2 separate regions of the Mus musculus genome follow, and region 2 is linked to region 1. The links are chromatin contacts, called in public HiChIP or PLAC-seq maps. All regions are on one chromosome and are shown on one strand. Each heading gives the region's core, a stretch centred on a gene start, on an enhancer-like site or on the middle of the called end of the contact. The rest is flanking DNA. Distances are from core to core; before and after follow the strand shown. Region 1 overlaps Wdr25 (WD repeat domain 25). Region 2 has its middle 41 kb from the start of Dlk1.

What was found. HiChIP or PLAC-seq counts read pairs in DNA pulled down with a chosen protein or histone mark.
Region 2: a contact with region 1 is called in an H3K4me3 HiChIP or PLAC-seq map of embryonic basal ganglia, with 3 times the contacts expected there. The contact joins two enhancer-like sites. A contact is called at or near these places in 2 of 15 datasets of contacts at CTCF or cohesin (the NIH/3T3 cell line and large pre-B cells), 6 of 484 Hi-C or Micro-C datasets (the AML12 cell line, CD8 T cells, the Patski cell line and 3 more), 5 of 115 datasets of contacts at active chromatin or transcription factors (the NIH/3T3 cell line, differentiating embryonic stem cells, embryonic basal ganglia and 2 more) and 1 of 9 other capture datasets (embryonic stem cells).

Annotation. Positions count from the first base shown.
Region 1 is chr12:108,913,725-108,918,454 of GRCm38.p6, reverse strand. The region is part of intron 2 of Wdr25 (WD repeat domain 25); the gene reads right to left. Among named protein-coding and RNA genes, the nearest start is that of Wdr25, 22 kb to the right of the region's middle. Within about 2 kb of position 2,349, at least 97 of the 459 cell types and tissues checked have an H3K27ac peak or open chromatin away from gene starts, as enhancers often do. A contact at or near this core is called in embryonic basal ganglia, where this site is marked.
Region 2 is chr12:109,409,922-109,414,614 of GRCm38.p6, reverse strand. No RefSeq gene overlaps it. Among named protein-coding and RNA genes, the nearest start is that of Dlk1, 41 kb to the left of the region's middle. Within about 2 kb of position 2,969, at least 48 of the 459 cell types and tissues checked have an H3K27ac peak or open chromatin away from gene starts, as enhancers often do. A contact at or near this core is called in embryonic basal ganglia, where this site is marked.

The sequences.
Region 1 (4,730 bases), core at 1,100-3,599:
TGCCATTATGGGCATTCATAGGAGCAGCAGTAATAACTGGGTTTTAAAAGCCTCTCGCGATTGAGCAAGAGTCCTTTCAGCACTTACTCCTCTGTCATCAGCACCAACTAATCCCAGGGGCACCTCAGAAGTGTGCAGAGGAGAGAGACCCAGGCCCTCCTAACAGACACGCAAGCCCCAGAGCCTGGGGAGGCAAGAAAAGCTGAACTAGAGAGAGCACCCCCAAGGCTGCTAGAGCAGCCCATGACTGCAAGCTGCAGGTAATGATGGAGCAGCCTGCTTCCTGTTTCCTCCAGTACTTTTCCATTCCTCTAGGTGATCATGTTTCCCCCAGTAACAGAAGCAAAGTAAGAAAGGGAAAAAAAAAAGCCCAATATGAAAAATGTAAACAAACAAAAGACCACAATCTGATAGCATAAAGCTATCGGAGGGGATGGACTCCCATGGAGGATTAGCAGATGCTTCCAAGAAGAGAGGCAAGTTGAGGCAGCCATAAAGAGCAGGAAACTACCCAGTGTGTATGGGGTTGGGGTGGGGGGGGATAGGCAGAAGGGGTCATGCATGCCACGGAAGCCTACGACCCTGAGGGGCTGAGGGGAGATGCCAGCCCCCACTTGGAAATCAATGTACAGGCTGCTCTGAGTCCCTGAGCCAACCAGAGGTGATTAATAAGGAAGTGCTTAATTAGACAGTGCACAGGGGACTGCTGTGGACCAAAGGCAGAAGGAGCAGGGCAGAAACAGGGACCTGAGCAACCCCACACTCTCTCGCTGAGTCTCCAGGGAGGCAGGAGGCCTCTCTGCCCCAGGAATGGAGCGGGGGCAGCCACTGACGCGCCCCAGAGGCCCAGAGGAAATATTATTGCGAGACAAAAACTGAATTATGAAATCCGCAAGCAATAATTAGTTTAAATTACTACTTCTACTTGAATAATTAAACACGCTTATTTTCACTCACTGATGTTTTATTCATTACCATACATCTTTCCTGAAAGTTGTTTTTAACGTGGATATTCTTTTATTTGCAAAGATCCCACAGAGATTTACTATGCTAATTTCAAACCTTTCTTCTAAAATAAAAACAATAACAAAACACTCCCAGATTATCCCCCATTAGCAACTGCTGTGTGGGGTCCATTATCAATTTAAGTCACAGCAACTGACTGGAAATACTGTGGGTAGCCATGAAGTTATTCACATAACATAGCGTCCTCCCTTGAAAATTCACTACTGAAAGGGCGGTATTTAAATAAGCTCCAAGTGATTATGAAAATAAAAAGACCCAAGTGCAGAAAGACCATTCAGGCACAGACGGAACTCGCCTGTGCTTTTAGCACACCCTCTATTAATGAACATGTTTGTGCACCGCCACAAATAATATTTGAATTTTGTAAGTCGTGTTTGTACACCCTGGAGCCAGGATACCCATAAGCACAGTAATAGGGGCTTAAGGTTTTTATTAAACAAAGTTACCTTTGGGAATAAGGACTAACTTAAATATAATCCACGGACTAACTCTTCCCTGCTGGGCTATTAGCTGGTGCTGGCTGAATGGCGGGACTCCAAATCCTCACTAATGCCAACAAGCTGGGCCTGAGTCAAACCCAGATGGAGTGCGGCTGCCACCACTGTCAACCAGCTCCATGGCGGCCCAGAAGCCAAGTGCTCTGTGGTCCCTCTGAGGGGACCACAGAGCCTAGTTAATGCGAAAGCAGAATGGGCACCAGCTGGACCCACTGGACCACTGTGACAAACAAGCATCCGTGTAATGTCAGCACAGCCCTGTGTCCACACACCAGCCCTGCTCCTTAACGGATCCCTTGAGGTGGCACTGGGCTCTGCACAGTCCTGACCCAGGTCTTAGAACCAGCAAGCTCTTCTCAAACACCTGCTGGAGGAGACTAAGCACTGGAGTTTTAAAAATCCAACTAGACCTGAAGTCCCTATCCTAAAACAATCATTCATTCATCCCAGCAACTCAGCAAAGATTGCATGTGACTTGTTCCTACAGTCCTCCCTCCCGCTGCCATCTATCTCCATGTAGGTGGGTTTGGGGGACACTTCCACACATGCAACCAGTATTTTGAAGTGGCAGGAAAGCAGATTTTGAAGTTTCCAAATAAAAAAATTGACCATCAGCTGAATAGAACCACAAGCTATGGTGCTGGTATGGCCCTTGGAAGATGAAGGGCCTCCAGAGGCCACAGGCCAGAGCTCAGATGGTTCTAGAAATCAACACTATCTGCAATCTGCGTCATCCTGTTAGCCGCATAGGGAGAGCAGAGCAGAGCCTCTGCTAGGCTTCTGTTACCGTGGCAACAGCTTCACTGGCCTGTTGCTGGGAAAGGAATGCAAGAAGGGAATTGGAGAGGGAGTGGGGAAAGGAGGAAAGGCAAGCGGAGGCGGACACAGTTGATGGAGGACTAGGGGCAAGCAGAAGGGGAAAGTAAAATCAAGACATGAGAGGATGGAGGGAAGAGACAGGGAGGAGCAGGGCTGGAGATGGGAGCGCCCACAAGTGTGCAGCTATCTGTATGCAAGGAGAGCTTGTTTCACTCATTAAAGGCAACACATTTCAACTCTCAGTTGCTGCCTCAAGATACACTCAATTATCCGATAAACCACGGGAAAACTGAAAATGCCAAAGTGCTGGAATTGCCTAAACACAAACTCTCAACAATGTCAGCACGAAAGGCTGGCCGGGTCAGGCCTAGATGGAAAAAGGAGGAGGAGAGGGAGGGGGCGAAGAGGAGGAAGAGGTAGAGGAGGAGGAGGAAGAGGAAGAGGAGGAAGAGGAAGAGGAAGAAGAAAAGGAGGAGGAGGAGGAGGAAGGAGAGGAAGAGGAGGAGGAAGAAGAGGAAGAGGAGGAGGAGGAGGAAGAGGAGGAAGAGCAGGAACATGCAGTGGGAGGCAGCACCCTTGAGCACAAGGCACTTGGCACATGAACTCTGTTGGCCTCCCTGTGGAGCAGGCCCTCTCCTGCTCACGAGCTCACGAAGCAGCAGCCTTGAAAGCTTGGAGTTTACACTCAGCTAGGCATCCTCACATTTGTCCCTGGTGTAGGCCAGGTGGGGCTGGAGCAGCACAGGAAACTCAGAGTAGGTGGTCAGCTCCAGCCTATTCTTCGGATACCCCAAAACACATCACCTGCCGAGTTCTAAGAGCCATCTAAATGGAGCATGGTGCCCTGAACTGGTCCCTGGGACAGGAAAGGGGCGTTAACAGGAAATTAAGTAAAAGGCAGGCAAGTGCACTGCAGAGTTAGCTGAGTGTGGTAGAGTTGCCTGATGTTAACTTCTTAGCTGTGTGAGAGGGAGGTCAGTGTGAGGAACGTGGGGAAGGACCAGGCACTCACTGCGTGCTGCTTTATACATCTAGGGTTATTTTTTAAAGTTTTACAAGAAGAATAAGAAGGGCCGTTAGAAACTAAGAGTCCCGTTTTTCTCACAGTGATTCATCTCTTTCGTATAAACCAGCACCCCTGACAGGCTTAACCGCCATAAAGTTTTATTGGCGTGCAGGCTGCAGCATTACAGCAGAGCCACACTCCCACAGCCAGAGTGAGTTATTAAGCCCTGAGCGAGCTGGCAGCGCCCTTTCCTCTGGAGCTGGAACACAGCAGTGACATGCCTCCACACATCAAGGAGCTGCAGCTCAGACCACAGAAAGCACACACACTTGGAAGACTGTGCTGAAATCTCTTTGCCCTCCCTACTCCTCAGCAGGGCTGCACAGGTCCCTCTGGGCCTCAGGTACCCAGCCAGCCAGCATCCTTGGATTGCCTTAGGTTACTGGGGGCAGCACACTCTGCCACATTGCTAGGTCTTTGCAGTGTGCTTGGGATGGTCTGCCACGGCCTTGCTGTGCATCTATCACACCTCCTCAGTGCCCCAACAGCCCAAAGCATCTTATCCTCCACCCTACAGCACAGTCATGATCCTGCCCCACCATTCCCTGCCCGCTCTGACCCCCTGTGCTGCTTCCTCACAGGGAAGACTAGTCCAGGCATTCGTCTCTGATCTCACTCTGTCCCAGCACCCAACTCTTGCAACAGATGCAGGATGAATGAAATACTGTGTTAGGAATGCAAGCAGTTCTTCCTATCCTGCCACTCCCGGGAACAGGTCAGGAAGACTCTATGTGTTAGAGGAAAGGAAACAACCCTCCAGAAGAAACAGATGTTGCTACAGAAGGACAGGTCCATTCCCACAGACATGAGTGTGGCACAAGAGTCCTCTTTTGACAGGGAAGTTGAAAAGCTTTTCAGAGGCTTTGGTTTCCTTGACAACAGCATTGCTGTAGACATGCCGGGAAATAATTAAAAAGTATGTTCCCATTGCTCCAAGTGCTGTAAGTGTTTTTAACCAACAAGAAACAAGTCATTCTGGGTGGCTTCAGTGTGACAGAGCCAAGGGCACACACAGAGACCCCATGGCACCATCGCCTTTCTCTGCACTTGGGGGCCTAAGGGAAGGACCGGAGCCATTAGCCCGGTACAACAGTGACCACAAGAATTTTAAGTCAGATTAACAGCAAACCTTTCCAAAGGCCAAACCTCTGGCAGTTCCCTGAACTGACTCTCATTAACACCATGTACTAGAAAGAAACTGAGGCACAGAAAAAAGAACAATCCAGGCCATGTGGCCAGGGACCTCCACAGCCCCTCCTCAGGCTGACTCCAAGAGCTCACCACTCCTGGAAGAGACTCACATTCTGTCCTCTGGGCCCTGG
Region 2 (4,693 bases), core at 1,720-4,219, 500 kb before region 1:
TGCCTTCATCTGTCAAGCTGTCTCACTGACCCCAGGTACTGTTTCTGTTGTTGTTTTGTTCTTTGTTTTTTGTTGTTGTTGTTTTTTTTTTTTTGTTTTGTTTTTTTTGTTGTTGTTGTTGTTTTTTACCACATTGACCTAAGAATAAAGAACAAAGCTCATAGTAAGATACTCATGACTATGATCAGGATGCGCATGTCACTTAGCAAGGAGGGACAGCAGTGTCCCTGGATAACTTCCACTTACTCCTCCTGGTCCTGCAGAGCCCCTGACTTCTACACAAGTGACTCCTGACCAGAGGCAGTCAATCTTCTGTCCCTGTTGCTCTGCTGAGGGCCAGAATCTGCCCCTCCCCCTTGCTATCTATGGTCTCCCGTAGGCTTGTTCCTCTGCATGCCACTTGTGCCTGTAAGACAATACCCTACCTTGGAATTGGACCCAAGCCAGAGATGCTTTGTGGCCTACACCGTCTAGAAAATTCTACCACACAACCTTCACCCAACCATTCTCCCATCCCACCACCCCATCACTTATCTGAGCGCTCTTAGTATCAGAACCTCTGATCCCCAACCCACCCTGAAAGGCTCCCTTTTACTTCTTTGGGAGACCTCCTTACCATCTCTAGACCTGGGGTTCTCACCACCCAAGTCCATCTTGGAGAACAAGTTGGTTCGGGATGGAGGATCAAAATGTCACTTCCTCTGAGGCCCCCAGGTAGAGTCTGTGATGTCACTGGCACAGTGATGTCACTTCCGCCATGATCTCCGGGATCCTTCTAGGACCAGGATGGTTGGCTATCTCCCAGTCTGTGCTGGAAGGACTGGAAGGGTATTTAGGTGAAAGGAACTACAATGTATGAAAAGGCCTGTGTCGAACACCAGGAGAGTCAAGTACCATAGAGCAGTAGGACAAAATGGAGTCACTATGCCTGGAGCTGGGAATCTATTTGGCTCTCTCAAGGGAGGAGATAGTCTCTGTTCAGAGTACCACAGGGAACTGGGCTAGGTAGCTCTGAAGCCTCAAGAAGGATCCTAGGGAGAGACAGGAAGTGGCTTCTGGCCCAGATCGCCTGTGCTCAGCCTCAACGTTTTCCACTTTCCCACAAGGCTCCTGGCCAAGCTGTTCAGGCCACTGTGCACTTTCTAACAAGATTGGATATTTGTAAGACTTATTAGCTGCTGGAAAGTCAGGGGCTGCGGGCCAGTCTGTTGTGGTGGTCCAGTGGCAGCAGCCTGCTTGGCGTACACTCTCATGGCCTCTGGCAACAGAAGTGGATAGGAAGGGACCCCCCAACCAGGAACAACCCCCCCCTGCTTCCCATGTAGAGTTTCCCAAAAAGCATTACCATGTGGGAAAGGGGCTGCCCTGGTTTGTATTCTCATAGATATGGATTCAAACCCAGGTCTGCTGCTTCTAAGATATGTGTTCAGGACAATGGAAGCAACGCCCAACGACCGCTTGCTCTTGCTAGCCAGGCACAAAGCAGATCCTCTGGTGGCCCCACAGCCCCACCACCTCCCTGTGTCAGGGGAGGTGACGTCCACCTGTGTGCTAGAATATCCCAACACGTTTTCCATTCCCATCGTAGATCTTCCCCAGCTGCACTTGCTCAGTGGAAAGGAATGTACAGCCCCAGAGCCCCAGAGCCCCAGAGCCCCAGAGCCCCAGAGCCCCAGAGAAGAAGGTCGGCCACGCCAGGCTTTGAGCATCTCTGGAGCAGCAATACTTGGGGCCCAGGGCCCCTTGCTCTGTGAGCCTAGCCAGTAATGAAGACCATGTGAGGGCTGTGGGCTCCCTCCGCCTTCCTGGCTTAGCAGAGAGGCTCTCAGGAAGTGTGGAGGGAGGGGGGGGGTCTGCCTGGCTGTCCAGCTGGAAGAATTGTGCTGAGAAGATGGAGAGCTAGCAGGGGTCAAGGAGACCCACTCCTCCCTGAAGCAATCTATGCATGCAGGACTCTGAATGCTACCGGTCCCCCTGAACCTGTGTCACCCAAAACTAGGTGTCTCATCCTATTTCAGAAAGATCACTAATGAAGGCTAGAGCGCAACACTGCAACCACTTCTTCAGGAAAGAAAAAAAAAAAGAACTATTGGTGGCCTTGGGTTCAGTTAAGAGGAGCACGGTGCTCTGGCTCGAGCGTGGCAGGGGTCTGCTGTAGCTGGCAGCTCGGACACAGCTCTCAAAGAGGACACCAATGCTCTCAAAAGAGCCCCGAGACTTGGTTTGGAGAAGAAAGGCTAGAGGGAGTCGTAGTTACCATTTCTAGATATGCTGGGCTCCCAACTCAGTTTTCCTGGTAGGAGCGTGCCTCCTCAGAGGGCTGGGCTCCCAGGCGATTGGCAAGCTCCCTAGTGCCAGAGGGAGGAACTGAGTCTAATCCTTGGCGTTCTGTGGGTGCCTCCACAGCCTGGGTGTGCACTGGAGGGCTAAGTGACTTCATGAGTTCTGTGAGGTCTGGGGCGCCTCTCTCAGCAGCCCGAACCAGAAGTGCCTGGCAGAACCTCACTCACTTGGACTCTGAACACACGAGAAACTGAAGGGAGAAGCTTCCCACGGCCAGAGGAGACCTGGGCCCTTCCTGCATCCTGGATTAGCTAGTGGAGGGAGACCCACCAGCCCACACTCCCAGAGGGAACCTCGGGGCCGCATCAAGGGCCTGTACACTGTTTTCCTGCTTACAAGAGCCAGATGCTCTGTTCACAAGGGTCTGCCCAGGCTGTCAAAACACTCCCAAACACTCAGGGTCTAAGGGGTACATAGAAATAAGCCATCTGGCCCATCTTCTCTTGCACTGGGAGGGAGGGGATGCCTGGTAGACCATTCCCCTGGTTTCTTACATAGGCAAGAAGACCCCATCTACTGAGAAACACATCTCTGTCTTAGCCAGGTCCACATGAACAGCCAAGCCCCAGTCCCAGTCCTCAGCCCAACGTCCCCTGCTGTCCTGGCCCCCACTCCTGCCCAGCTGCCTGGGCTAATCCAGGCCTGTGGGAAGCACAGGGTGGGGGCAGCCTTGCTGTTCAGAGGAGCCTCGATTCACCAGGATGCCTCCATGCACAGATGCGCCTCTCAGCTCGGGCGGATTTGATAAACTTGCTAAATTGCAATTCTCTGTGGCTTAGGAGAGCTGGGCCTTAGCCAGAACATGCATTATCCTCTGCAGCTGCAGGCTGCAGAGAGCCAAAGGGTGGAGGCCTAGTTGGGGCTTCCCCACCCTCCAGCCTGGGGCCCAGTGCTTTTGGGGTGCTAAGCCTAGAGCCACTCTCGGAGCCAAGCAGGCTCATGACAGTCACACTGGATCTAGGAAATCTGATTCATGGCACAATCTAGGAAAGAGCCAGTCATGAATCTCCCAGAAGGTTCTACAGGGAAGTGGCTGTGCACCCACATTTCTTGGGCAAGCAATGTTGGGGTCCTAGGTTGAACTCAGCTCTTCTGAGCAGGAATGCTTCAAATTTCCTCTCAAAACCTGGCCTTTGAGGCTCATAGCCCTGTTCTAGGCACAGAAAAAGGTACTTCTAATGGTAGCTTAGAGGCTCAGGGGACTTGGAAGTCCAGCTTGCGACCCTCCCCACAGGAAAACACTATGTACAGTTGGACTGCAGGAAGACTGGCGTCTCTAGACCCCAGGGTAAGCTGGGGGTGGTTTTGACGCCAGAGCCTAAGCGCTGTTCTGTCCTCTAGACAATCAATTTCCGCACACGTACACAGAGAGCCACGGCTCTGCTTCCGGCTGCCTCGTCTCCGGGAATAGCTGCTTTTTAATTACATGGAAAGGTCACCAGGAAGAAAAGAAGCGAGAAGTCTGTCTTCTTATTCTTCCTCCCAGGGCTAAGAATGTTAAAACTAAGTAGCTGAGGGGCAAAAGGGGTTGGGTGGGGGTGGCCAGGGGGGGGGGATAGGAAGCCAGATAAGTGCTTAGGGGCTGGTGCCTCAGTTTCCCCAGCTGCAGAGGAGAATAACAGGTTTGCAGAATGACAAAGCCTTCCTGCAACCCAGCTACCCAGCACCTCAGTACTCCTGCTACTCAGCACAGCACTTCTGCAAACCAGCCACCCAGTACCTCTGTTACCCAGATATGTGCACACTAAACAAAATGGCTCTGCTCCTAGGGGGCTTAGGGTCTAGTGGGGAGGGAGGGGGAGAGAGAGAGAGAGAGAGAGAGAGAGAGAGAGAGAGAGAGAGAGAGGGAGAGAGAGAGAGAGAGACTTGATTCTGGCATCCCACTATGTGAGCTCTGTCTAAAATGGGGAGTTAAGCCAGTCCAAGAAACCACAGAAGGCTTCCTGGAAGAAACAGCCCTGAGCCTAGAGTTCAGATAGGCAGTGGTCAGCAAGAAGTCTTGTTCTTTGTGAGGACTGGCTTCCCAGCTGCTGACCCCTGGCCCCTGGTGGCACATCTTCATTTTCTGACTCCCACTGTTGTACCCAGAATGCCTTTCCAGAGCAGTCTTTGCTGCTTTTTGAAGCTGTGGACAAATAGTTAGAAGAGCTTGTCCTTCTACCTACTCTGTGCCCCCCCCAGCCCCAGAGCCCCTCAGCCAACACCCCAGGATAGTGTGTGCTGGATTGAGGAGCTAGCCCCCACCACACCCCTTGGGCTGCTGCAGAGCACAGGGTTTGGGGCTATGTCAATCACCATTTTAAGAGAGGGAAGATATTCTCCTCCCCACCCCCCACTGCCCCCACAAAGG